Linked DNA regions of Mus musculus: all the other regions are linked to region 2. The links are chromatin contacts, called in public promoter capture Hi-C maps. All regions are on one chromosome and are shown on one strand. Each heading gives the region's core, a stretch centred on a gene start, on an enhancer-like site or on the middle of the called end of the contact. The rest is flanking DNA. Distances are from core to core; before and after follow the strand shown.

The links. Promoter capture Hi-C pulls out the DNA fragments that hold promoters and counts their contacts.
Region 1: a promoter capture Hi-C map of liver shows a contact between it and region 2, with 4 times the contacts expected there. The contact joins the promoter of Slc35b2 here to the promoter of Klc4 in region 2. A contact is called at or near these places in 3 of 39 promoter capture datasets (hippocampal neurons, liver and pre-B cells), 1 of 484 Hi-C or Micro-C datasets (B cells), 3 of 115 datasets of contacts at active chromatin or transcription factors (bone marrow-derived dendritic cells, large pre-B cells and pancreatic cancer cells) and 1 of 9 other capture datasets (liver).
Region 3: a contact with region 2 is called in a promoter capture Hi-C map of liver, with 2.6 times the contacts expected there. The contact joins the promoter of Mymx here to the promoter of Klc4 in region 2. A contact is called at or near these places in 3 of 39 promoter capture datasets (the SN4741 cell line, erythroid cells and liver) and 3 of 115 datasets of contacts at active chromatin or transcription factors (double positive thymocytes, embryonic stem cells and large pre-B cells).
Region 4: a contact with region 2 is called in a promoter capture Hi-C map of pre-B cells, with 4 times the contacts expected there. The contact joins the promoter of Aars2 here to the promoter of Klc4 in region 2. A contact is called at or near these places in 1 of 39 promoter capture datasets (pre-B cells) and 1 of 115 datasets of contacts at active chromatin or transcription factors (large pre-B cells).

What each region holds. Positions count from the first base shown.
Region 1 is chr17:45,559,137-45,566,489 of GRCm38.p6, forward strand. It overlaps Slc35b2 (solute carrier family 35, member B2), which reads left to right and starts at 4,800. Exons shown (of 4, transcript NM_001357105.1): 1 at 4,800-4,932; 2 at 5,444-5,637; 3 at 5,789-5,943; 4 at 7,173-7,353. The coding sequence starts at 4,922. Nfkbie (nuclear factor of kappa light polypeptide gene enhancer in B cells inhibitor, epsilon) reads left to right here. Exons shown (of 6, transcript NM_008690.4): 3 at 72-294; 4 at 988-1,076; 5 at 1,272-1,511; 6 at 2,866-4,033. The coding sequence ends at 2,931.
Region 2 is chr17:46,641,152-46,648,270 of GRCm38.p6, forward strand. Klc4 (kinesin light chain 4) reads right to left here and starts at 4,929. Exons shown (of 16, transcript NM_001357130.1): 1 at 4,824-4,929; 2 at 3,098-3,361; 3 at 963-1,193. The coding sequence starts at 3,355. It overlaps Mrpl2 (mitochondrial ribosomal protein L2), which reads left to right and starts at 5,078. Exons shown (of 7, transcript NM_025302.4): 1 at 5,078-5,247; 2 at 6,239-6,407; 3 at 7,086-7,119. The coding sequence starts at 5,152.
Region 3 is chr17:45,597,120-45,603,627 of GRCm38.p6, forward strand. Mymx (myomixer, myoblast fusion factor) reads right to left here and starts at 4,948. Exons shown (of 2, transcript NM_001177468.1): 1 at 4,860-4,948; 2 at 3,848-4,566. The coding sequence starts at 4,552. The coding sequence ends at 4,298. It also overlaps a transcript of Slc29a1 not described here.
Region 4 is chr17:45,504,724-45,511,547 of GRCm38.p6, forward strand. Aars2 (alanyl-tRNA synthetase 2, mitochondrial) reads left to right here and starts at 2,118. Exons shown (of 22, transcript NM_198608.2): 1 at 2,118-2,358; 2 at 2,796-2,987; 3 at 3,758-3,903; 4 at 4,142-4,309; 5 at 4,673-4,817. The coding sequence starts at 2,131.

The DNA of each region.
Region 1 (7,353 bases), core at 3,550-6,049, 1.1 Mb before region 2:
TCCCACATGTCCTCAGGGGTAGGAGCCAGCTGCAGTGGTTCTGTGACCCCGTGACCCCTCTATGCCTACAGACAGCACTGCATCTGGCCGTTCACCTGGATCAGCCAGATGTTGTCCGGGCGCTGGTGCTGAAGGGGGCCAGCCGAATTCTGCAGGATCAGCATGGTGACACGGCCCTGCATGTGGCCTGTCGGCGCCAGAATCTGGCCTGCGCGTGCTGTCTGCTGGAGGAGCAGCCAGAGCCAGGCAGACAGCTTTCTCATCCCCTGGACCTCCAACTGAAGAACTGGCAAGGTGCGAGGAGAACCTACACCTGTGAACAGGACCACGGAAATGCGAGACAGATAGTAAACAGCACACTGTGAAGTGTGTGTGTGTGTGTGTGTGTGTGTGTGTGTGTATGTAAAGGAAGTGGGTGCTGTGGTGGACCAGGAGGAGAAGAACCGGGATGTGGCAGAGTTGGAGGGAATTTTTTTTGTAGAGACGTCCTCAGAGTCAGGAGCCTTTGAACAGAGATTCAAAAGAGACAAAGGATGTAAATTTTAATCTAAATCTCTATTATTATAAGTAAGGTTGGAGAAACAAAGGAGGTTCTAGGCCAGAAGAGGGATAGGAAAATAAAAGCCCTGGGGCATAAAGGGAGAGGTGACCCCTGGGTAGAGATCCATGAGGATCCCCAGACAGCTCTGAGAAACCTCGCCTGGGCTTGAAGGTAAAAGTCTAGAGTTAGCAGGGGTGGGTGTGTGCACTGGAAGGCCGTGTGTGACTGGGGCTGTCGCTCAGCAGCCTGACCCTTGAAGCATAAAAGTTTCAGTAACATGACCGAAAAAGTGGAAACTTTGAGTTCCTTTCCTCTCAGACCTCTGAGGGGATTTCTGGGAGGTGGTATTTCAATAGTCCTGTGATTAGAGGCATTGAGTAGGCAGGGGTCCCTTGAGGCTGAAGGGCAGGGTACCAAATAGCAGTCCCCTCCCTCCTCCACCCCAGGTCTGGCCTGTCTCCACATTGCCACATTGCAGAGGAACCAACCGCTCATAGAACTGTTGCTTCAGAATGGAGCTGACATTGATGTACAGGTGAGGCTCCACCTGGTCCACCAATCAGGGCCCCACCTGGTCCACCACCTGCCACCACCTGATCCAGCACCTGCCACCACCTGGTCTAACTACAGGTCCCCTGGCAGCGTCAAACATATTGACATGCCATCTCCGGAGCGCATGCTCAGCACGCTACCTCATCACATGCATAGCTGACATCCCTGTTCATTGCAGGAGGGCACGAGTGGAAAGACTGCCCTGCACCTGGCTGTGGAAACCCAGGAGCGCAGCCTGGTGCAGTTTCTGCTCCAGGCCGGTGCCCGGGTAGATGCCCGCATGCTTAACGGGTGCACACCTTTACACCTGGCAGCTGGCCGGGGCCTCAACAGCATCTCATCCACTCTGTGTGAGGCCGGTGCCGACTCTCTGCTGCTGAATGTAGAAGATGAGACACCCCAGGACCTGGCTGAGGACGTAAGAGACGCACCCGCACCATCTGCCTTGCAGAGCCTCTCACCCATAACAGAGTTAGGCACATGCATTAGGCAAAGGATGCTCACCAGTTAACAGTGCCGGAGTCAGGCTGGAGGGTCTAACTTGGTTGACAGAGTGCTTACCTAGCATGTAAGAGGTGCTGGGTTCAACACCCAGCACCACATGTATAGTGGTGCATGCCTGTTATTTAAGCACTTAGGAAATGGAGGGAAAGGATCAAAACTGAAGGTCTTCTTCATCTACATAGCAAGTTCAAGGCCAGCCTAAGCTACATGAGTTCCCTCAACCCCCTAAAACTGCTGGGGGTAGAACAGAACTACTTTTTTTTTTTTTTTTTACCAACTGTGACATATTGGGCTGTATTTGCCGCCCCCCGCCCCCCCCCCCAGCCTACAACCAGTTCCCTAGGCTGGTTAAGCCCAAGGAGCCCAAACATGGACTCCAACAGGAGTGACTCTGTGAAGCTAACCAGACTGAAGACAATGCCATAGTGAGGCCCGGGAGGGAGGACAGGAGGAGCAACACCTCCACACACGTTGCACGTGTCTTGAAGCAAATGTCTTCAGCATATAAATACCCGGGGTTTTCAGGTCTTAGACTTTTTTAAAAATTTTTTGTTTAAGATTTATTCTTTTTTGTTTTTTGGTTTTTTTGGTTTTTGGGGTTTTGTTTTTTGTTTTTTGTTTTTTGTTTTTCGAGACAGGGTTTCTCTGTATAGCCCCTCTCTTCCATTTTAGTGTCATATTAGAATGGTGGCGCACGCCTTTAATCCCAGCACTTGGGAGGCAGAGGCAGGTAGATCTCTGAGTTCGAAGCCAGCCTGGTCTACTACAGAGTGAGTTCCAGGACAGCCAGGGCTACACAGAGAAACCCTGTCTCGAAAAACAAAAACAAAAAAAGATATATTCATCAAGATATGCTGGCACATGCTTTTAATCCCAGCACTTGAGAGGCAAAGCCAGGCTGATCTCTGTGAGTTTAAGGCCAGCCTGGTCTACAGAGTGAGATCCTGACTCAAAAAACAAGCAAAAGTATCCAAAAGCCTTCCACACCCCAACCCTAACCCCAACAACAGCCACTGTGTATACATAGTGCCAATGGACATACTATATCTACTGTAAGGTCACTCCTAGCTCAGATATTCTGCATGGCTTATCTCAGATCTTGTCTAATCTTCGGGTCTCTGCCATGCCCAGGTCTTTCACTGTCTGGCCTTCAGCTTGCCCAGGTCCCTGCTGCCATCCCTGGTGCCATCACTTAGGGCATTAACTCTGCTTCTCTCTGTTTTCTCTCTCTCTCTCTCTCTCTCTCTCTCTCTCTCTCTCTCGCTCAGCTCCTTTCTTATTTGCCCTTCGATGACCTGAAAATCTCCGGCAAACCACTGCTATGTACTGACTGAAGCTCGGATGGGTCCCCACCGCTTCCCACCTGGAAGCTGGATCCGCAGCTGCTGCAGTTGGGACCCAAGCAATGTCGCCCCTCTGCTGATGCTGGTCCTGGGGCTAGCATAGTCCTAAAATGAGATGAAGGATTGCAGACGAGGAAGAGCCGATCTGGAAGGAAGGACTTCCCAAGTGGCCTGGATGGAGATTCTTGAAAGACCCTCGAAGCCACTGGTATCCTGAAGGAAGCCTCCTTGCTTCTGTTGAAGATGGCATGGGCTGAAATTGCCAGCTACCTGGAAAATGGGGATGAGCAAACTGACCCGAGGGGTCTCACCTAAAATACCTTTGTGAGTGTGTTTGGCACTGGGGTGTGAACCTAGAGCCTCCCCAGCGGTAGGCAAGCTTACTATCATGGAGCTGTGTCCCCGGCCCTCTTTTCATTTTTTATGTTGTGATGGGATCTCAATGAGTTGCCAGAGATGGCCTGGAACTCACTCTATAGCCCAGGCAGTCATCTTTGAACTGGGAACTTCCTGTCTCAGCCTCCTGAGTAGCTGGGATTATAGGTCTGGTGGCAGCGGGCCACCGCAAAGTTATCTAAAGACTTCAAACATAAGGCTCCCAACTGAACCTTTGCAGTTATTCTAATATGACACTAAAATGGAAGAGAGGGGCTTTAAAAAAAACAACAACAACAACGTTTCCCTTCTACAGTTGTATGCATAGGCAGGCCTGACTCTCGGGTAAAGGCAGAGAGAAGGAAACAAGCCCTGAGCAAGCACAGGGCCTTGCTGGGTATGGTAGGAGACCTAAGTGGTTCCTGCCACCACAGGCACATCTCCTTCATGTGGAAATGCCCAGGGCTGGAGAGTGAGGAGGAAGAATATGGAGACACACACGTGTCCCTGGAGAAGTTTGAGGACATTGATCACAAGAGAGTTGCAACTTTCCTCCCCCACCCAACCCCCTTAGACTCCACACACTGAGGGCCCTGCTAGGTCATGCACGAAGAAGGAGAAGAAATAAATCAACATACTTTCCGATGCTTAGCGCTTATAAGCACTAAGCAAATGCATCCTGTGAGTGAGACAGATATTAAAGGCATAAACAACTAAATATGTGGTTATACGTTGCAATGGGTGACTGGGAAGGAAGAAAACCGTTAGCAGGAAGGAGGACAATGGAGTGGGCGAAGGATCATCCTCTGGGAAGCTTCAAGCAGGTGTCGTTGAAATTGCGATTTAGGATGAGCAAGGGGAAAGACAGCATTGGGGAAGGCCTCCGATGAATTAAAGGAACTGAAAACAGGCCAACAGGACTCTACAAGGTTGGGCAAGTGGGCGAGGAGGACGCACCAGGTCATACAGAGCCTAGAAGGTCACAATCACAGGTACTAAGGGGATGATTACTGATGCAGCCAAAAAAGGAAGAGACATCATTGTTTAAAAACTAACGCCGGTTCTGGTGGCGCAGGCCGGTAGGATTTGCTGAAGGAGGCAGAGGCAGGAGGATCTGGAGTTCGAGGCCAGCCTGGGATACAGCGTGAGTTCCAGGACATCCAGGGCTACACAGAGAAACCCTGTCTCGAAAAAAAAAAAAAAAAAACACCAAAACAAAAAACAAAAAAACCGTAATGTAAGAGGAAGTACTGGGTCTCAGATACTCAAAATCCTAGTCCACTAGATGGCAATGGTCATCATCACTCTGTGTGGGTTGGGTTGGGTTGGGTTGATGGCTGTGACCAAGCAAGCTGGGAAAGGGAGGGAGTCCCAACTGGAGTTCCCCAGGGGAACCGGGCTTGGTCTGCCTCCGGGCCGCGTGGGGTCGCTGTGGCCGGAGTGTCGCGAAGGGGGCTGAGGCGGGGAGGAGGCGGGAAGAGCGCAGCACTTCCGCTGGCTGGCTGACTGGCTGGCTGCTGGAGCGGGCGGCAGAGGGAGCGGAGGGAGCGCGCGGCCCGGGGGACTCACATTCCCCGGTCCCCCCTCCGCCCCACGCGGCTGGGCCATGGACGCCAGGTGGGGGGCTCGGGCAGCCATGGCCCACGTGACCGAGACCCCGGGGCCACGTGACCGAGACCCCAGGGCTCCGGAGGCGGGGTGGGGGGTCCTCCAGCCGCAGATCCGCGTGGCACTGTTGGGAGCCCCGTGTGGATGGGCACGCGGCATGTGGCCTACGCTCCTCGCGGGGCTTCGGGGATTGTCGCGCGTAGGGGGATGAGGGACAGTGGCGCTTCGGAGAGGGAAGGGGGTGGGGGTTGCCTGTGGCCTGAGCTGCCCGCGCGCTGAAGGGAACAGAGGCGACCTATGTGGCTGGACAGGCGGGGCCGTCCCCGAGAAGGGAGGAGGTTCTGCCTGGCCTGCGCCGGACCCCCTGAGAGAGAGGGAGAGAGAGGCTCTTTGTCCGTCCCTCTGGGCTGCAGCGGAGGGGGCGGGGAGGCCACTGGGCACTTCCCTGGTACAGTCCCCTCCGGAGGGCAGAGAGGCGGAAGAGCTGCAAACCTAATCGTTGCTTCGGCTGTCCCAGCAGATGGTGGGCAGTAGTGGTACTCGCCACACTCCCTTCCTTGGGAGCAGGTGGAGAGTCACCCGAAGCCCCTCCGCAGTCCTGGACACAGCTGTGGCTCTTCCGCTTCTTGTTGAATGTAGCGGGCTATGCCAGCTTTATGGTACCTGGCTACCTCCTGGTGCAGTACTTAAGACGGAAGAACTACCTGGAGACAGGTAATGTGGCCAGAGGGTGGGGAGATGAGGGAAGTCTGGTTGCAGGTGTTGGCAGAGCGGGACTTGGGCCGGGAGGGAGGCCAGTAAGTCAGACACCGGATCGGGCTGGCTGCTCTGCAGAGGTTGTGGACCTTGACTGTGTCTTCTTCAGGCAGGGGTCTCTGCTTCCCCCTGGTGAAAGCCTGTGTGTTTGGCAATGAGCCCAAGGCTCCTGATGAGGTTCTCCTGGCTCCGCGGACAGAGACAGCGGAATCCACCCCGTCTTGGCAGGTCCTGAAGCTGGTCTTCTGTGCCTCGGGTCTCCAGGTAAGAATACAGGCTCCCCTTCTCTTCCCCAGCTGGGTACAGACAGCCCCTGACTTAAACCAAATTTTCCCTGCCCACCCCAAAGGTTTGTTAGTTTGGGTCTGGTTTGTGTCCCTACAGGACACAGCCCAGTCCTGAAAGTGAACTTCCAGCGCTTCCTTCAACACCTGTATTGAAATGAAAGTTCACTGTACACACGCATGTGTTCATGCGCACGTCCACGCGCGCGCGCGCGCACCCATGCAATGGCTTCTACAGTGTGGAAGAAGGCCTGCCTGAGTTGTATTTTTTTTCCCTATGCCCATATTCTGCTCTGTCTGTATGTTGTATCTGAGTGTGAATTTGAGGAATTGCTGGCTAAACATATCTCCAGAGCTGCTTCCCACATTATTATTTTGAGACAAGGTCTCACTCTGCAGCCCTAATTACTCCAGAACTCACTATATAGACCAGGTTGGTCTCCAGCTTAGAGATCCCCCTGCTCTACAAGTGCTAGGATTGATGACCCACCACACTGTTTTGACAGAGTTTCACAGGCTCAGACAGGCCTTGAACTTTCTTTTTTTTCTTCGCTGTTTTTCCAGACACAGTTTCTCTGAGTGGCTCTGGCTGTCCTGAAACTTGCTCTCAATACCAGGCTGGCCTCAAATCCAAACGCCTCTGCCTCCAGAGTGCTGGACAGAGTGGGTTAAAGGCATGTGCCACCACCACCCAATGCAAGCCTTGAACTTTCAACCCTCCTGCTTCTTCCTTCCAAATAGCTGGGGTGACAGCGTGTACCACCATGCTTGGCTTTCTCCAAAATTTTGTCAGTAGGATTTCTTTGAGTGAGGCTATCACAGGGCATTCAGAGTGGGAGCCAACTCACCTTAGATATATGTTGAATTGAAGTGTCCAGCCACCCCCACCCCCAGCTTCCAAACATCCCAGTTTCTTTTTGAGTTAGTTCAAACTAAATAAAACTCTTTATATGGTATGTGGAGCCAGCTCTAATGGATTTGCATCATGAAAGAGGACAGTGTTTGGTCTTAAAGCAGATGTCATGGTGTCTGCAACTCCATTTGATTCCCCCATAAAATGAGCTAAAGCTTGGGAAAGAAGGCCCCTCCCTCAGAGGAACCAAAAGTATGGTGTCAGTTACATCTGATGCTACCAACTCTGAGGAAGTAGGAAACAGACTTCTGCCTTTCCTTCTATACTGTCGCTCTTCTCTGCCCTCCCTCTTCCAGGTGTCCTATCTGACTTGGGGCATACTGCAGGAAAGAGTGATGACTGGCAGCTACGGGGCCACAGCCACATCACCAGGAGAGCATTTCACAGACTCCCAGTTTCTGGTGCTGATGAACCGTGTGCTGGCGCTGGTTGTGGCAGGCCTCTACTGTGTCCTGCGCAAGCAGCCCCGTCATGGTG
Region 2 (7,119 bases), core at 3,679-6,178:
TTACACAGAGGCTTATCTGTGTGTCCCAGGTAAATCATCTCTCCATCCCCTGGACAGAACAGCACTCCGGCTAGCCCTGGACTGTTAACTATAATTCCTCCTCCAGGCCAGCAAGCTCCTCTTTCCCCACATCATCATTGAAAATCCAGCACAACTTCTTCTTTTTTGGGGGCGGGGGTGGTTTCAAGACAGGGTTTCTCTGTGTAGCCCTGATTGTCCTGGAACTTACTTACTCTGTAGACCAGACTGGCCTCGAACTCAGAAATCTGCCTGCCTCTGCCTCTCAAGTGCTGGGATTAGAGGCATGCGCCACCACGCCCAGCCCAGCACAACTTCTACCCCACTTAAATGAACACGGTGAGATGGCTCAGTGGGTAAGAGCACTGACTGTTCTTCCTTAGAAGGTCCTGAGTTCAAATCCCAGCAACCACATGGTGGCTCACAACCACCTGTAATGGGATCTGACGCCCTCTTCTGGTGTGTCTGAAGACAGCTACAGTGTACTTATGTATAGTAATAAACAAATCTTTAAAAAAAAAAATGAACACATGGTTATAACTACCTCCCAACTCTGTACCCCACCTCCTCTCTGAACCCTTCTGACCATGCCAGTCCTCAGGGACCTATCTATGTGGCTCCTCTATCTGACGGAGCCACATCCACACTGTGTGCTTGCTGCTTTGTCTAGTCACATCCATGTCCTTGTGTGTGAGCCCAGTTCTGCACAGACCTGAGAAGGCAGGCACTTTTCCTCCTCTCTGCACTCACTCGGCACAGGCACAGGGATACATAAGCACCAGCTCACTGAGAGAAGACCGTAAGGGAGTCTCCTCCCTAAGTGGGCTGTGCTCTCCCTGACTGTAGCCCTTAGGATTCTGGGTTCCAGCTGTCTGACCGTTTGTCTTTGCCACACATCCTGGTAACTGAGAACGAGAGCTTTCGGCCCACTCTCACATGCTCACCATGCCGTGGCCGTCCTCATCATACTGCCGCAGCTGCCGCAGGAACTCCAGGTGCTTCTTCTCTTCCTCTAGCTGAGCCACAGCCTGCTCGCTGCGCTGCAGGCGCTGCTGAGTGCCCGCCAGCTCATCCCGGAGCCACTGATTCTCCTGGCATAGCCGCCGCACTTGGGCTCGCAGCTTCTGCTTCTCAGACTCCACTGTGCTCAGGTGGCTAGCCAGCGCCAGCATCACCTAGGTGGGAACATCATATGAGCTCCAGGCTTTTGGATAAGAGCATTCAGGGGACAGGTGGCCTTCCGGAAGATGACAGAGAGGAAGCAACAAGCGGCAGTGAGTGGCAAGAGATGTATCATAAGCCGAACATGGTGGCACACACCTTTAATCCCAGCACTCGGGAGGCAGAGGCAGGTGGATTTCTGAGTTCGAGGCCAGCCTCGTCTACAAAGTGAGTTCCAGGAAAGCCTTGGCTACAAAGAGAAACCCTGTCTTGAAAACCAACAACCAAAAAAGAGACGTATCATAAACAGATGCTCCGAGGCTGGAGCAGTGGCTCTCAACCTTCCTAATGCTGTGGCCCTTTAATGCAGTTCCTCGAGTTGTGGCTAACCCCCAGGCATAAAATTATTTCATTGCTATTTCATAACTAATATTGCTATGTTATGAATCGTAATGTAAATATCTGATATACAGCATGTCTGATAGGTGACCCTTGTGAAAGGGTCATTTGACCTCCCAAGGGTTACAACCCACAGGTTGAGAAATACTGGGCTGGAGAGATGTCTCAGTGATTAAGAGCACTGGTTGCTCTTCCTGAGGGCCTGGGTTCAATTCCTGGCACCAACATGTTGGCTCACAACCACCTGTAACTGCAGTCCCAGGGGATCCAATGGCCTCTTCTGGCCTCTACACATACCAGGATTACGGGGAGTATATAGACATAGATGCAGACAAAACACATACACAAAAAAAAATGAATGGAGTTAAGAAAGAGAGATACTCAGGCTGGAGAGACTGCTCAGAGGTTCTGAGCACTGACTGCTCTTCCAGAATTCAATTCTCAGCAACCACATGGTGGCTCACAACCATCTGTAATGGGATCTGATGCCCTCTTCTTCTGTGTCCAAAGACAGCAATAGTGTACTCACATACATAACATAAATGAATAAATCTATAAATGAATGAATGGAATTAAATGGATACTCTAACCCCAGCTGTCACCCCGCCCATTAGACGCCAATCTTCCAGTTCCCACTCAGACAGCAGCAGCCTGCTCCAGGCCTCCCTGGTCTCTGCCCTTAGTCTCTAGTTCTACTCTCATCCAGAGAGCAGATGATCCAGGCCGAATCCCATCACTCCTCAGACATCCCAACAGCTCTCTCAACCTGAGGACAGCCTCCCAGCTCCACACTCTCTGTAGATGTCTCCCATGGCATCCCTCCTCCTCCTGAGTTATCTACATTGTGCCCTCACTCACTTTGCACCCTGCAGGAACCCACAGCAGCTCTGCAAATCACTAAACCTATGAGCCAGGCTCCAAGCAAGGCCTGTGTGCCTGTGCTGCCTGCTGGACCATCAATCCCATGGTGCGCATCCTCACCCTCTCTGCTCAAACATCACCTTTTAAGTGAGGGATTTTATGACAGCTCTGTATCCTCTTCCTACTTCCCTCCTTTCTTAAAGCTTTATGTCTTTATTTGATGCATATGAGTACACTGTCACTCTTCAGACACACCAGAAGAGGGCATCAGATCCCATTACATGGTTGTGAGCCACCATTGCTGGGACTTGAACTCAGGACCTCTAGAAGAGCACATAGCTCTTAACCCCTCAGCCATCCCTCCAGCCCCTTCCCTTCTTTCTTTGTCTTTGTTCTGTCCTTAGCAATGATCACTCTGGCCCAGTAAATCATTTACATATTTACCTGAGCTCTAGCTGACTCTCCCAGCTATAATATCAGCTCCGAGAAGAACTGTGCTGTGGTGTTCTATACTGCACCACCAGCATGCAGAAGAGTTGACACACAGTAGTCACTTAATGAACATTTAACGAATCAACAAATCCAAGTTTCTAGGACAAGGAGACCCCCAAACTTGCATCATGTCACTGGAACACTTGGCATCCCCCCTTATTCTTACCTGGGCCTCGCTCAGCCCCAGCTCGATGTTCTCCATAGACCGCCGCAGCTGCCGGGCCTTCTCATGGACCAGTCCTTCCTCATGGCCTCCCTGTTGCAGACACTCAATGGTGTGGGACAGGCTCTGCAGCACTGCCTGATGTTCACTGTGTAGGGCCTCCAGCCCTTGGCTCACCACCTTGGTGCTGCCCAAGATCTCCTCTTGACTGAGCCGGTGCCCTGCAGGCTCATCCCGCTGCCCCAACACCAAGCCTGACATCCTAGGCTAAAGAGAAACCACAGAGTTCAGGTGGGGCAGAGAAAAGACATACTACTAGAGATTGGTGGGCATCCCGCAAAGGGAAAAGAGTATGGCCGACCCCATGGCTAAGCTGATGAAAGAGGAGGAGTTCCACGGCACTGACCATAAAACTAAGGTGAGGGAGAGGAATTAACCTGGATAGAGATCTGTAGGACAATCGGGCAGGCTTGGAGCTAGAGGAATTCAGGACTTGGCAATTGGAGACAGAGCATAGGTTAGGGAAAGGAAGCAGGGGATCTGAAGCATTGTAAGAATCACAGAGGACTTGTGGGAGAGCTGTGCAGAAAGCAGTGTCCCAATAAAGGGGAAGGACCCAAGGTTAGGGATGTGGGAGTACAGGAAACAGCAGCCGTCATGACAAGGCTCTGGAAGGTTCAAGGTCTTCAGGCTGCATCAGCAAAGGCACTAAGCCCAGCACCTCCCAACCTGCTGATCTCCTTCCAAACCACCTTCTGGCCTCACTCCCCCCCCCCCCCCCCGAATTCAGCCGGTCTTCCTACTTCCTCCAAACTCATCCCTGAAGTCTCCTTACCTGCTTACAGAGCAGAAGCTCTTGGCTTCAGGCGGCTCCCAGGCCAGAGCCCGGAAGAAACTCTGACCTGAAACTAAGGATTTAGAAGGCTTTGTACTGCCCAAAGTCCAGAAGTCCGGCAGTCCCACCCCTTCTCTGTCACCACCTCACAGCCTCTCAGAGGACCTGGCACGGAGCCCCACCCAGGACAAACACCCTCCCTCCTCCAGCCTACAGGTTCTTCAAAGACTTGTACTAATGTCCCTTCTTCCTTAAGTCACTCTCCTCATTCCAGCTCGGTGCAGTTACTTTCTCCCGATAAGGAGACCTGCAGCAAGGGGTGTGGTGTCCCTGAGAAGGGAGACCCGGTTAGGATTCCCAACAGGATTACGGCAATCGCCTCCTTCCATAGCTTTGTCTGACATAATCACCTAACAGGCGCCTTAAAATGTCTCGCAAGTGCCGGATGGTTCAGGGATGCATAGCAGATCTGCTGAGCACAGTGGGGTCACGGAGCAAGGCTCCGAGCGCAGGCTACCGAAGCCTGAGGGCCCACAGTTCAGGAGTGTCTAAGGTTCCTGCCTCGCCCCGAGGGCCGAGGGTGAGGACAGAGTAAGATCGCCAAAGGCTGAGGGGAGAGGAAGGGCAGAGTGAGTGAGAACAGAGTTGCTGCCCGGGACCCGACATCAGACCAGCTCGAGGTCACAGTCAGGGGTTCCCATAGGGGGCGGGGCAGGTTATCCCACTGTCTGGACGCCGAGGGGCGGGGAAGAATCGCGGGGGGGCGGAGTTTTTGAGTCAGTCTAAAGTTTTCTGAGGTTAGTAGGAAGGGACTTATTCATTTGTCCCGGAATGTGGGAATAAGAGTCAGTGTAATCTTAATTCTCAGCCCCAGGGGTACTCCCAAAGACTCACCTGCAGTCTGCCGGTCCGGCTACCGCCTCCGTGGGTGCTGCCCCTTTAAATTTATCATGGCTGCCGCTCGAGGCAATTGTTTTGACGGCTCCAAGGGGCGGGGACTGCCGCCCGTCACGTGACCCGAGCAACCCCCCCCCCCGATGATTGGCTGAGAACTTGTTCTTTGGAGAGGCAAGAAAGCGTGTATCCTGCGGCGCTGCCGTTCTGTGCCCGCCTCTCTCGCGTCATTGGAAAGCGACGGGACCGGGACCGGAACGTCATCCCAGAGCGCCAGGCTCTGGATGAAGGTAAAAGCGAGCACGGCGCGGAGGAGCCCGGCCGGCCCATGGCGCTGTGTGCGCTGACGAGTGCTCTGCGCTCTTTGAGCCTGGCATCCGCGGCCATTACCGCCCGGGTTCCGACTCTGCTCCCTGCTGCCCAGGTAATCCGCTTACCTGGGAACTAGGATTGGTTCTTTCCGCCTGGGCTGTCCGGGATCCCGCAAGGCTAGGCGAGATCACGTGACCTTCGTTCTCCGTCAATCCCGATCTCAGATACGGGCTTCCAAGTGCTTTTGCAAGCCTTTACTAAACAGGTTGCAGAAGTAACATTAAGGTGCCAGCCGTAAACCAGGCAGAGAAGAGGACTGAATTAACCGACCTCCTGAGAGTTCTTATGCACATTTTGGGGATGAGAAACCTGGTCAGCAGTCTTACACCTTCTGGGGCTAGACAGACGGGCTTCGCAACTTGCCCTGCTACTGCAGATTAAACCTAGAGCCTCGCTCATTCTATGCGCTTCCTCTACCTCCTAGAACCAGTGCTCTTAACTGTTTTAATGTACGACTGGGTTATTGCTGATATTAGGGACTGTCGAACAGTGGGTCTGTAGTGGGCAATGGTGAATCACACACACACACAAAAGAAAGAAAGAAAGAAAAGAAAAGAAATTACTGATCTTGCTTCTCTGCATTTCTCAGGCTGAGCATGGCAGAATTTAGCGAATGTATATTTTATAATTCAAGCTAAACCAAACACTTAGTCTACAGCCAGTGGAAAAGCAAAATAATCATTTCCATTCATACTCGAAAATTCCTCAAACCGTGCATTGGGCAAAAGGCACCACTGCTGATGGTGGTGATAGGTGTGTGGAGTTTACCAGCTCTGGAGAAGTGAATTCTTCAGGGAAGGAAAGGTTTCCAGGCAAGAACTTGAAAGGATTTAGAAGATGATGAAAGGGAGACCATTTCCTTGGAGAATTATATCAGAGGTTTACCAAGTGATTACCAAGTAACTGGATAAACACATTACACTGGTATTTGTGAAGGTTGGAGATTAGGGGGCAGCGTTCTGAGATGTTTCTGGGAAGCTAAACTTAGTCTAGGTGCTTTCTTGCTTGGTTCTCTAAAAGAGAATATTTCCTTTAATCCCTAGATACAGAGCAATGTCCTCCTTCAGCTGCCCCCTGCCTTGGTGTCGCCCTCTTACCGCCCAGTGCATATGTCTGCGGACCGCAGTGCCAAGTTTGTGTCCTGGAAGAGTCGTACCAAGTACACAGTTAAACCAGTGAAGATGAGGAAGTCTGGGGGTCGAGACCATACAGGTGGGAAAAGGGCCTGGAGCATTCAGGAGGAAAGTGTGTTAGGCTCCTGGGGTTTTTTTTTTTTGTTTGTTTTTTGTTTTGTTTTGTTTTTTGAGACAGGGTTTCTCTGTGTAGCCCTGGCTGTCCTGGAGCTCACTCTGTAGACCAGGCTGGCCTCAAACTCAGAAATCTGCCTGCCTCTGCCTCCTGAGTGCTGGGATTAAAGGCGTGTGCCACCACTGCCCGACTGCATTAGCATCCTGGATGTCTATATAGCAGTGCACTATAGCTTGTAAGATGTCATTGAGGTGCATCTCACCGTGTGGGTCATGACTGAAGCTGAAGAAGAGACCACAGAGAAACAGAAAACCTGCTCAATGCAAGGGACCAACATTATAATGGTTTAATGATGGGAGTCCAGTGTATATCCCTTCCAGTACAGTTTTAATAATCATATTTTTATTGAGCCATATAAGTGTTACCCCACTACTTTTGCAAGGAAGCCCTGGCCTCTGTTCACCCACATACTGTGGCTCGAACCTGGGACCTCAGCGCTCACAAGGCAAGCTCTGTACTGCTATACCACCAACCCTTTGTCGTTTTTCTGTTTGTGATATAATAGTGAGGGAGTACTACTGTCCAATCTAGGCTGAGAGTTATTCTAACCTGAATCACATGCCTGAACTGTCTTGATCCTAGGCCGCATCCGAGTGCATGGTATCGGTGGAGGCCA
Region 3 (6,508 bases), core at 3,698-6,197, 1.0 Mb before region 2:
TTCCTCATGCCCACTGGGACCTGGCCGTCTATGCAGATGGCCACAGGCAGGCCTGTTATTATTGGAGAACAGCCCATCTGGCAAGCTCCTTGCATGGGTTCCAGCCAGCACCCACACCCCAGGCAGCCTCAGGCAGTTGCTGGTGCCCGGGCCCTCTGCTGGACAGCCCTGGGAACCCAGCTCGCACAAGCCTGGGCCTGGCAGATCCTCAGGCACGTCTACCAGGCCTCTCTTTTTACCTTCCTCCTCATATCATGGCTCCCCATTCCCTGTCACTAAGGTTGGGTCAGGAGGGCTGGTCCACCTGACCTCATGGCTCACCTTTATGTCCTGTCCCCCACCCCAGCTGGGACTGTGGCTAACTCTATCATTTCTGCCCCTCACCCTTTAGAAGGTAGGTTTGCTTCCCACCACACTCAACTCTCTCTCTCTCTCTCTCTCTCTCTCTCTCTCTCTCTCTCTCTCTCTCTCTCTTCCTCTCTCCTCTCCTCTCCTCTCCTCTCCTCTCCTCTCCTCTCCTCTCCTCTCCTCTCCTCTCCTCTCCTCTCCTCTCCTCTCCTCTCCTCTCCTCTCCTCTCCTCTCCTCTCCTCTCTCCTCTCCTCTCCTCTCCCCTCCCCTCCCCTCCCCTCCCCTCCTCTCCCCTCCCCTGCCCTTCTCTCTCTCTTTCTCTCTCTCTCTCCCTCCTCTCTCCTCCTCTTTCCTCTCTCCTCTCTCCTCCCCCTCCCCCTCCCCCCTCTCCTCTCTCCCCTCTCCAGGCCCTGTTCTCTCAGCTGTTAGCAACAGCCATCTGACCATCTGTGTTGGCTGCAAGAGTGTTTGCTCCCGGCTCTGTATGTGTGTGTGTGTGTGTGTGTGTGTGTGTGTGTGTGTGTGTGTGTCACAAGCTATGTCTCAAGTTCTCTCTTGTGAGTGATTAAATCTTTGTGGCCTTGTGGCAGAAAAGGAACTAGGGGAAACCCGGGGAAACACTTGCCCACTGTGCTGAATTTAAGGGGACACATAAAAGAGCCAGCAATGAAGAAGAGTTTTAAGGCAATGTGGATTTTGTTGTCTTCGTTTTACTCTTGTTTGTTTGAGGACACTGGGGTCAAGTTCAAGGCTTGGAACAGAACATGCTAGGGGTGTGCTCTAGCCATTGAGCTAGTTCTTCAGGCCTAATGCCATTGCTAAAAAAATAAGTTACTGGAAAGATTCTGTATCAATATAAGATCAAACTGTCTCTCTCCCTCTCCCTCCTCCCACTCTCATGTGTGTTTGTGTATGTGTGTGTGTGTGTGTGTAGCCAGAGAACTACCTTTGACTGCAGTCCTTAGGGACCGTCCACATTGATTTGTTTTTTTCAAGATTATGTATTTGTGTGTTTACACCACACAGAGCAAGTGTACATGGAGGCCTGGGGGACTTTGGATCTCTTGGAACTGTTGTGGGTGCTGGCACCCAACCCAGGTCCTCTTCAAAAACAGTAATCACTCTTAACCACTGAGCCAATTCTCCACCACCCTGAGTTTTGTTTTTTTGAGACAGGATCTCACCCTGTAACTCTGGCTGACCTGGAATTCTCTAGGCAGACCAGACTGGCCTGTAGCTCACACAGATCTGCGTGCCTCTGCTTTAGGAGGGCTAAAATCAAAGCCTGTGCCACCAGCCTGGCCTGTGCCACTAACCTGGCCTGGCCCACTTGTTTTGTAGCATAGAATTTCTAACCATTTGTCCTCTCCCTTGCCTTCCCAGTGCTGGGATTATAAGTGGCATCATAGCTTTGGGAAAAATATGTATATATGTACATACATACATATACAAAATATGTATACATACATACATACATACATAGGCTCTGAGAGAATTGAACCAATTGAGTGAGTCTTCCCTGTGCCCAGTATCAAATTTTCAAATAAAGACCGATGTGTACACAGGGTGGATACTAGGTCAGGGTCCAAGAAGAATTGACTTTGTTCATTTTGTCTAAATCTGGCTTCTAGCCAAATTTCTCTGATGACTCTCCTAACCCGCTGGTTGGCAGATAAGTCTCCTAGTCTCCTCTGACCCAGGAGACAATTTTAAGTGGCCCAGAGTTTAAACAACCATCCAACTGTACAAACTCCAAAATAAATAAATAAATAAATAAATATTACATATATATCCATCCTTCCTCACGAGGTGACAGATTTGTACTCCAGGAGCCAAATCCTCCTTTTCAAAGGGCCAGTTGGACACCATCAGAACCGTTCGGTCTCCATGGCCGCCCCATTGCACCTGCTGAGACTGGACCTGGGGTGGGGGTGGGGAGGCTGGACAGGGGAGAATGAAAATTCCCAGGTCGTGGGGACCCCATCCATCTCCCGACCTCCTCACCTGGGGGGTGGGGGTCGCTGCCAAGGCCAGAGCTGACCAGTCTCTGGCACGGGGCGCGCGATAGTAGCCCCCACCGACGATAGCTCCCTAGCCTCACGCTCCGCAGCTGCTGCCTGCTCTGCCCCGCCCCGCGCGGCTGGAGGAGTGGAGATCCGGGGACGCCCGGTGGCCGAAGGAGGCCCAGTGGGAGGGGCCGTGGGGCTGAGAAGAGGACGTACTAGGAAAGGTGGGACTGCTTTTAATCCACCTGTCCACACAGGTCGCACATGCTCTAGTTTCTGAGGACTCTGTAGGAACAGCTGGGTCACGGGGTGGAGGAAAAAGTTCTGCCGGGCCTGGGAGGTAGAGGGGGAGGGGGAGGGGCAGCTCAGCTCAGATGTCCCGCTTTCCCAGGCTCAAGTTTCTGTAGGAACCTGTATGGGATCCCCAACTTGATTGAGGATCCCCTGATAGGGGCCTGTGTTTCTTACTATGCCCTTCTTAATCTACAGCAGAAGTCACTGCTGGAGGGACTGGTGTGACAATCATAATCAAATTATTCAGAGAATCATAGTACACGATGTCCGCCCACGCATGCGTACACAAAAGTGCTCGCTCAGCTGGGGAGTGAGAAAGTACATTTTTAAAAATATATTTCTTTTTATGTGTATGGATGTTTTGCTTGAGTGTGTGTCTATGCACCAGGTCATGCCTGGTGGCCTTCGAGGCCAGAGGAAGGTGTGGAACTGGGCTTATAGAGGGCTGTGAGCCGCCACGAGAATGCTGGAAATTGAACTCAAGTCCTCTCGAAGAACAGCTAGTGCTCTTAACTGACAGGGTCATCTCTCCAGCCCCTAGAAGTGAAGTTTTGAGGTGATTTTATTTCTTCAAGGGTAGTAAGATGTCCCTAAAGGTCACGCATGTCCCCACTTCCCGGCCCACTGCCTGCTGACGAGTTTTCTTTATCCCACTATCGAGCTGAGATGTCTCCAAAGCACACCCGGGATCAATTTCCCTGCTCTGTCAGCCAGCTAGCCTTCCTGCAACAGAGATCTAAGCCATTGCTGGGCGGGCCGCAGGAGGACATTCTAAATGAAGTTACACAATTCCAAACTTGTAGCTTGTGAGGACCGAGGGACAGACAGATGGAACAAGTTATCCAAAGGAAGTCTTACCAGTCAGTGCCTTCACCTCTGCCCCTTCTCCAGCTTCCCACAGATACCAACCCAGAGGTAGGCGAGAGTAGGGGTGGTGAGATTTTCTGAGACACCTCAGTCATCCAACACAGAGCCTGGAATTAGCTCAACCGGTAGAGAGAGCGCTTGCCTTGCGTGCATACAGTTCTGGGTTCAATCCCTAATACCACCCAAACTAGGCTTGGATGTGGTGTGTGCCTGTAATGCCAGTGCCTTGGAAGTAAAGTCATAGAGGACAGAAATTAGTTCAAGATCATTTCAGGAGTCTAAGGCCAGACTGGCATACATAAAACAGTCTCAAAAACAAAAGCCACCACCACCAATAACAACACACTGTCCTCGTTTATTGACTACCTGCTGCGTACCAAGCTTTGAAAGTACTCATTCTTTAACGGGAAGCAAGGGCTTATAATTTTAAGGTAGACGGGACAGTTTGGATTTAAATACCACCTCTTAGCTAAATTGTCTTGAGTCTAAGTGAAACATCATCTCTTAACTGACCTTGATACCCGCATTTGCAGGTCCACCCTGGAGGCCAGAGATAAGGCAGAGGGAGCTGCAGAGAGGAAGGGTCAATCAACACAATCTGTAGCCTGCTAGGAGCTAGGGGAGTGGGAACTGTTCAGGTCAGAGCCCTCTTGCACTCAGCCCGGACTGTCTTCGCCCACTGGGCAGTCTGCCGTCCATGCCCGTGCGTGCGGACCGACGCCTGGACTAACCGGCTCCAAAAGTACTTTGATGGGCGTTGCTGTTTCCAGGACCCGTGGCCTCACTTCTGGGGGCCCAATCTCTCCTTCCTCTGGGAGTGGTCCACTCTGGAGGCCTCTCCAGAATCCGGTGGCTGTTGCTGGCTGAGGACAAAGAGCAGACAGCTCAGCAGAGCCTCTCTCATGTCTTGGGAGCTCAGTCGGCGGGCCAGCCGGCGCAGCAAGGGCAGGAGGTGCTGCCGGGCCAGGCGGGCAACAGGCAGCAGCAGGCGGGACAGCAGCGATCGAAGCACCATCGGGAGCAATGGAACGGGCATGGCAGGACCTGCACCTGCAAAGGGAACCCGGGTTTTAGACTGTACCTCAGGCACGCACCTCACCTGGCAAAGCAGGGTGCGGGGGTGTGGAGTCCTCCCTTCAGCTTATACCTCTGTACTCCCCAGTTTTCAACTGGATTAGTTTTACAGTGCAGCTTTCTTCTGGCATGAAAGCTGGTTAAGGAGTTCACTCACTGTTATCACAGATGGGAAGGGAGCCCAGGGCTGGAAGGTGGTGGGGACTGAGGCTAGGGCCTTTTCCAGAACCCACTTCCTTTAATCCCTCCCTCCCTTTGCATACTCTGACCTGAAGCCTGAACTTCTTGCCCTCCTGCTCACCAGTTCTAACCGGCCAGTGGCAGCTCTCACCAGTCAGAACTGCTCAGAATCAATTTCAGGATGCTTTTGCCTGCGGTGGATTCAGCATCACTGGACATCACAAGGGAGCCCCACCCCCCTCAGCCTCCACCCAGCTCTGCTCAGCTTGGGTGTGGAGCGGGGCGGACAAGGAGGGAACAGCTGTGTTCTGGCACCTGGTATATTCGGTCCAGCTGCTCCCTCTTGCCATCTTAGGAGGAGAAGACAAGAGGGGCCATGTGCAGGAATTCCCCATGGGGTGGGGTGGAATGGCGGCAGACTTCAGCGTTGAGCTGTACTTTCTAGCCCTGTGACCTGAAGCGTGTGGACTCTTCTGGGATCCAGTCACCTCAGGTGTTACCTTTGGAAATGGAGGAATCAGAGAAGAGGACAGCGTGTGTGTGTGTGTGTGTGTGTGTGTGTGTGTGTGTGTGTGTGACACCTCAGATGAAGCTAAGCTGTGTTCAGCTTACCTATACCACCCCAGTGGCCAAGCCAACCGTGACCTGCGGAGTCTCTGATGGGCCCTTTTAGGGTACAGGATGGGAGGCACAGTTTCTGTTTTAACTGAGCACAGTTACATAGGGCTGGATATACATCAAGGCCTACTCAAGGACAGAAGAGCATACAGTTCTAGACCTTCTCCAGTCATTTCCCTGCCTCACTCTAAAGGATATATATACATATATATATATACATATACACATATGTTTTTATGTATGTATTTTAAGTATATATACATACACATGTACATATGTGTGTATACATACATACACATATATTTGTATATATATCCAGCTATATCTGGTTGGGTGTATGGCCTAAGTTTTTTATTTGGTTTTTGGGGGTTTTGTTTGTTTGTTTATTTTTCTTTTATTGTACGGGGTTTATCTGTGTAGCTCTGGCTGACCTGGAACTCACAGACATCTTCCTGCCTCTGCCACACAGTATGTTTTGTTTTAAGATTTTCATCACCCCATCGCCCACACCCCCACATCCCCACCCCTGCCTCAGTCAGAAAGCAGCTGTAATTCCAGGCTGGGTCCAATGCAGATGGTGGCTATTATGGTTGGTTTCAATGTCAACTTGCCACAAATTAAAATCATCTACATAGGGAGCCTCTCCCGCAGAACTGCCCTGATTGCCTTAATTGATGCAGGAGACTCTCCAGATCAAAAGGGTGTGGCCAAGGCAGATGCTCAGATCTCTGCTGGATTGGCCTTCCCTTTAGCCCTTAGTAGGTTTAATTAAATTATTTAATTTTGATCTACTCATTTCATCCGTTCTGTTCTTCTAGAGAACTGATAGAGTATGCATGAAGTGTTTTTTGCAAACTTCAAAGCTGTGGGAATATGGTTCCTTCTTATCTGTCATTAGCTGTCCCCATCAGTATCAAAGACCCTGACGGAAGAAAAGATTAAAGATTAAAAATGGAAACATGGAGAGGCAAGAATGTAGAACTACAGGGAGCACGCTTCTCTCTCGTTTGTTTTGATGTGGTTCAGTAGCCACAAGCTTGTCCCACCTAACCTACCCACTCCCCCACTCCCCTTCCCCACACCCCATGGGCCTGCCTGCCCCGCTGTGTGGATGCCTAGC
Region 4 (6,824 bases), core at 868-3,367, 1.1 Mb before region 2:
AGCTCAGGATGACCTTGAACTTGCTCCCATCCTCCCGCATCTTCATCTGGAGTGCTGGGGTTACAGGTGCTCGTCACAACGTCCAGCTTATGTAGTTCTGGTGGATGAACGCAGGGCCTCACAGATGCTAGGCAAAGCCCAACTGTTAGCTCTCCAATCCAGGACAGAGAACTAACTAAGGTGCCTATTTAATGGATCAAAGTTCTCCCAGCATCCCTTAGTCCCTATCTGTTACAGGATATGGCCAGCATATCCTGCCCCCTGCCCCCTATCCTAAACTTCTCCAGCCCAGGGGCTGGGCTACCCTTCCCCCAACTACCCTTCCCTATATAACCCAGCCATTTCTGTACCCAGTCCTTTTGCTTCTTCTTCTCCTTCTCCTTCTCCTCCTCCTCCTCCTCCTCCTCCTCCTCCTTCTTCTTCTTCTTCCTGACAGGGTCTCTGAGTAGGCCTGGCTGTCTTGCACTCTGTAGTTCAGGCTGCCTTCAAATTCACAGAGAGCCACCTGCCTCTCCTTCCCAAGTGCTGGGCGTAAGTGTGAAAGCCACTATGTGCTGCTTTTGAGTTAGTCTAAAGTACAGATTCGCTACTATAACACAAGGGCAGAGGATCTCCTTCTCCTCTAGCTGGGAAAACGGGCTCATCGCAGTTAGTTAAAGAATTTCAGTGTTTTCTCAAGGTCACCAATCTCAAAAATCCCCATCTGGCTTCAGGTTTCTGTTCCAAACACCCTGGAGGAAACCAAAAGAGGCAGAACAACACCTTTAACCTACATGGAAAAGAGAAGGCAGAGGATCACGGGATAGATATACAGGCTTGTCAGAATTCACTATTGCTATAGAAACTCAAGTCCAAAATAGACTATGTATTCCCCGAAAAGAAGCTGTGCTTCAAAAGTTCAAAAGACCCAAATAACACACAAAGACTGGTGGCCAAAAGAGCCCCCTGGGTGGCCAAGGCTGTCCTTCTGACCACAAAGACCTCAGTTCTGTAACCTCTAGTGCAGTGGCTCTCAACCTTCCTAATGCTTCAACCCTTTAAAACAGTTCCTCATGTTGTGATGGCCCCTAACCATAGAATTATTTCATTGCTACTTCATAACTGTAATTTTGCTATTGTTACAAATCGTAATGTAAATGAATGATATGCAACCCTATGTGGTTGCAACCCACAGGGTGAGAACCACTGCTCTGTTGGGTCTTAAACTTGGCAAATCCCTTTCTCTTCCTAGATCTGCTAACTTTCCCAGACTAAAGGTCAAGCAAGGTCATCATGAGAAGTCCTTGAGCTGTCTAGCTGCACCCACAAGGTCTGTTACCATAGAAAGGAAGTCAAGGGGACTGGGCCTGCCAGGACAGGTATCTCTTTTCTCTCAGCAAAATTCAAAGCCTCAGGGCCCTGGGAGGCTCATGGAAAGCCATCGCCACAGCTCTCAGCCAACAGCTTTGTCCTGACCTGTCGACCTGGATTCTCTCATCCCCAAGCAAATTAAAAGACCAAATGTCATTAAGCAATTAATAATGGAGCAGATGCAGTCTGGCTTCTGTGTCTCCACCAGACTCCTGCTCCAAAGAACCTGCTTCAGTCCCTAAGGACAAAGTGGCTCTGCAAACCGAGGGCAGAAGAGGACCTGGCAAGGTCTTAGAGCAGTGCCTGGCACTTACGCAGGGTTCTTGACCACCTCTTGAATACTCACGATCCCTTGGCACTCTTCAGCCTGGATCAGCACAAACCACACGGTCCACGCACCGAATTGCACCCACACCTGTTCCTTTGCAACTCCACAAAATCAATAGCACAACAACCATTACTGCCAGAATACAGATTTTGGAAGCAGAGGCATTGTGTTAATATTGCTACTAACGTTCAAAATACAGCCTAGCATGTAATGATCTTTTTATAATTATCTGTTCAATCCTGGATGAATTAAGGGCCTACTCTATGCAAAGTTACGGTATGCTGAGCCGCTCGCCAGGGGAAGAAGTCCCCTTCTTGGGGAAACACTTTCACTAGAAGCTGAGACTTGCCCCCCCCCCAAGTCTTCCACCCGCCAGGGGCCGCTGTAGGAAACACTAGGCGTCCTTTCGAACGTCACTCTTTGACCCCGCGAAGCCGTTGCCCGGAGCTAAGATGGCGGTGGCGTTGGCTGCCGCAGCCGGTAAGCTGCGGCGAGCCATTGGGAGGTCGTGCCCATGGCAGCCTTTCTCAACCGAGCCCGGTCCACCCCACGGAGCGGCCGTGCGGGACGCCTTCCTGAGCTTCTTCCGAGATCGCCACGGCCACCGGCTCGTGCCCTCCGCTACCGTGAGGCCGCGCGGCGACCCCAGCCTGCTTTTCGTCAATGCAGGCATGAACCAGGTAGGGGCGGGGCCACACCGATCGGGGGCGGAGCTCGGGAGTCAGCCTGAGAAAAGCGCTTCAGGATTGGACCAAAAAAGTGAGGGGCGGAACTCTGAGTGGAAGAGAGGCTGGGTAAAATGGGGTGGGGGCCTGGTTAGGTCTTGGGGAATTAGCTTGGAAACTTGTGGGGAGAAATTAAGTTTATTATCTCTGGATAGCAGCTGTGAAGTCCTGAGGGGCAGGCTCTGAGTGGAAGACTATTTAAATAAATAAAATTCATCCATTGAGTAGACATTTATTGCACTCCTGCTAGGTGCTTGGTAATATTCTTGAAGCTTTGATTCTGTCCAACCACTTCCCTTATCTGTAAATTTTACTACTTTTTACTAGGCAGAGTCTCTTGTTTAAGTTCATTTACCTCTTCTCTACCCTTCCTGACTTTTATGTGCTTCTAGTTCAAGCCCATCTTCCTGGGCACAGTGGATCCACGAAGTGAGATGGCAGGCTTCCGACGTGTAGTTAATAGCCAGAAGTGTGTCAGGGCTGGAGGACGCCATAACGACCTGGAGGATGTGGGGCGTGATCTCTCTCATCATACGTTTTTCGAGATGCTTGGCAACTGGGCTTTCGGGGGTGAATATTTTAAGGTGAGTTTCCAGGGAGCTCTAGAGTTAAAGTCTTTGAACCCTGAGTGCTGGATGTTGTGACCAAGAGCTAAACACAGTGTGTTATAGGGGAGACAGAAAGATGACTGGGTTGGTAAAGTGCTTGTGGATTCCCCAGAACTCGAATTTAAAGTGCGGGCTAACGGTGTGTGCCTATGATGCTGGAATGGCCAGATGGGAGATGGAAACAGATCCCTGAAGAAGTTCACAGACAAGCTAGTCTGGCCAACATCAAAGTCCCAAGCTAATGAGAGACCCTGTTTTAAACAAAAATTAGCTCCTAAGTACAGTCACCCATAGTTGTCCTTTGACTTTCACAAGCACATGTCCACATGTTACAGGTGTGTACACCACACATACACGGGCACGGGCACACACATACACACACGACATCCAATAGGAAAGAATATGCCTCACTTCGCTGATTGAAGGAAGGGGTTGTCTCCTGCTTAATGGCTATTTAAAAGTTAGCTGAGCAGATAGCCAGGCAGCTGTATTGAGATTGTCATTGGACATGAAGTCCCCAGGTCAGGGTGTGTGGGTTGAGAGGCTTAAGGAGAAGATAGAATTCATCTGGGTCTGGAAAGAAGGTAGGCTTGTAAGAATGGGGACAGGAAAAACTCAAGGCAGAAATGGACATGGCTTGATCTGAAACTAGGGTGGGTAGTGGGAATGGTTTTTGTCTTGGCCTCATGATCTTGGGTGGCCCCAATGTCACATCTCTCCACCCCCCGTGGTGGTTTTGCCTACAGGAGGAAGCTTGTAGCATGGCCTGGGAACTTCTGACTCAAGTCTACGGGATCCCTGAGGACAGGTTGTGGGTCTCCTACTTCAGTGGTGACTCCCAGACAGGACTGGACCCAGACCTGGAGACCAGAGACATCTGGCTAAGCTTGGGGTAAGTCAGGCCCCTTCTTCTGTCCCTCACTGGCAATGGGAAGAGTGGAAAGCAGACAGTCAGTACAAACCCTCATGAGTTCGGTATGTGCCAGCGTCCTGTATGTCACTCAGCCCTAGGACCCTTCTTCCTGAGCTGGACTTGGGTGAGAGGTTGTCATAGCAGGAGGCAGGGAGGGAGAGGTTGCCAGCTTCTGAACATGCCAGTCTCCCACCACTTATATGGCTCTCTCCCCCAGAGTGCCTGCCAGCCGTGTGCTCTCCTTCGGACCACAAGAGAACTTCTGGGAGATGGGAGACACTGGGCCTTGTGGGCCTTGTACTGAGATCCACTATGACCTGGCTGGGGGCGTGGGAAGCCCCCAGCTGGTAGAGCTTTGGAATCTGGTCTTCATGCAACACTACAGGTAATGGTGGCCATGGCTACCATTAGTTGTTGGCTTAATTTAAATGTTTTTTAAAAAGAAAAACTGATCTAATTTTCGTCCTTGTCCATGACAGCCTGGACTAGTTAGTTACTGATGCTCTCTGGCCTCCTGTCATACAGTGGAGTTAAGCTTGGGGATTCCTATGGTTTTCTTCTAGCGTATCTTGCTTGGCAGGTCTCTCTAAAGACAAAGACTCTGTCTTAGCGGGCATGTCTAGGTCCATCTGCCCTCAGGTCCCTGCTACTCTCACGCCGTGGGTTATCAGGTTTCTGCTGAACTCGAGCACCTGCCTCAGACCTGCCAGACTCAGTTGGCCTCACCTTTCGCACTTTTCCTGGCCAGAGAGGCAGATGGAAGCCTGCAGCTGCTGCCGCAGCGACATGTAGACACAGGAATGGGCCTGGAAAGGCTGGTGGCCGTCCTGCAAGGCAAACGTTCCACCTACGACACCGACCTCTTCTCTCCACTGCTCGACGCCATACACCAGGTAAGCTCCCTTCTGCCTCAACTCCATTGTTTTGTTAGTTTTCCAGGTGTGTGTGTGTGTCCGGTATTGGCATTATAAGCATATGCCACTGTGCCAGCAATTGTACGTGGGTTGCAGAGGTCAACGTTGGGTCCTGGTGCTTATGAGGTAAACACTCTACTAGCCGAGCCATCTCCCCAGCCCCTCCTCCCCTGGTATTGTTGAAAACTTAAGAGTATTCCCAACATGTGGTAGACGGTACAGACCAAGGACCCCAGGGTATCAAGTATACTGCTGCCTGATGCCCCTCACTCTTCCCCACATCCATTCAAAATGTGCATGTGTCCCTTATGAAAGGTTCTGGGCTTGGGGCTTAAGTGGACACTGAGGCAGATCGTCTATTTGGGTAAAAGAGTTATTAAAAGATTTATTAACTTCACAGTCAGGAGCATGGCAGGACTCTGAAGAGAGTTCAGACCCCAACACCATTCTCCAAGGCTGAGTGAAGGTCCTTTCTTTTTTTTCTTTTCTTTTTTTTTTTTTTTTTAAAGATTCATTTATTTATTATATGTAAGTACACTGTAGCTGTCTTCAGACACTCCAGAAGAGGGCATCAGATTTCGTTACGGATGGTTGTGAGCCACCATGTGGTTGCTGGGATTTGAACTCAGGACTTTGGAAGAGCAGTCAGCACTCTTAACCACTGAGCCATCTCACCAGCCCGTGAGGGTCCTTTCTTAAGAGGTCTTAGAGGAAGGCAAAGGCCTTCATCCCACATAGTTGATAAGTAGTCCACAGCATAGTCCTGTATCCCAGAGGAGGAATATGCTTGTCAGAGAATGTCGGGACATGATGAAAAAGGCACATCTGCTTGAATGCATCCACTGTACTGTTAGCCCTCTAGTGTCCTGAGCCTGTGGACCGACTCGGGGAATTAAGAGTAACAGCTGCCACTCTCCTGGCATCTAGGCACATGAGGAGTCTAGTGTGTTAGGGGAGATAGAATAGGGCTTTTGGTAGAGGGCCTGCCATTTTCTTTAAGGTGGCAATACGAAAGAGGTTGCTGCAGGTGGGTGTGGTTTAACTAGCTTCCCTCATCCAAAACCTTTATGCTTGGTACAGAGGCTCAAATAGAAAAGATATGGAGATATCTGTGTGTGTGTGTGTATGTGTGTGTGTGTGTGTGTGTGTGTGTGCATCTGTCTGTCTATCTGTCTATGTCACGTGTATGTGTCTGTGTGTATATCTATCTGTCTGTATGTCTGTCTGTGAGCATGTAAGTGTCATGTGTGTCTCTGTGTGTGTCTGTGTATACCCACAGAGACCAGAAGAAGGCATCAGACCACCTGCAGCTGGAGTCACAGGTGGTTGTGAGCCACCCAGTGTGGGTGCTAGGAACCAAACTCAGGCCCTCTGGAAAAGCAGCAAGCACTCTTCATCTCTCCGGCTCCTACCTAATGTGTTGCTTTTAACGGCACTGTTTGAAAAGTCTTTACAAACACAAGTTCTATCTCTAGGTAGCTTCAGTTTTATCAATTGTCCTGAAGTTTCTTGGCTCTCAGCCAACAGGAAGTGTAAATTAGATCCTAAACTAGGGACCTCCTTTTCCTTTCTGGGCCCTTCTAGTAGTTCCTGCTTTGGGGGGAAGACAGCCAGGTAGCTGAGGTCAAATCCTATGAGATGCGGGTGGAGCCCATGCCCCAAGAGCTTTTTTGCTGGGTAGCACACCGCTGTTGTAAGGCTCCTGACATCTGATTCAGGAGTCTGTGGGCCGTGGCACAGGCCAGGCCACCTTTCCTGGGTCATTTTCTTAGTATCCCATGAGCTCATCCAAACATCCGCGGTTGGGTATGAGGCAGTTCTACCTCTAGGCATTGGTTGACTGTCAGCCTGGGACAGCAGGGGTGGCTAAGCTATGTGTCTGCTGTCCTCTGGCTGGCTGGCTCCAGCTCAGGCCTGTCCTTATCCCAGCTCAGCAAGGATCCAAGAAGGAAGACAGAAGGGAGGTATCCTTCCATTGCATTTCTT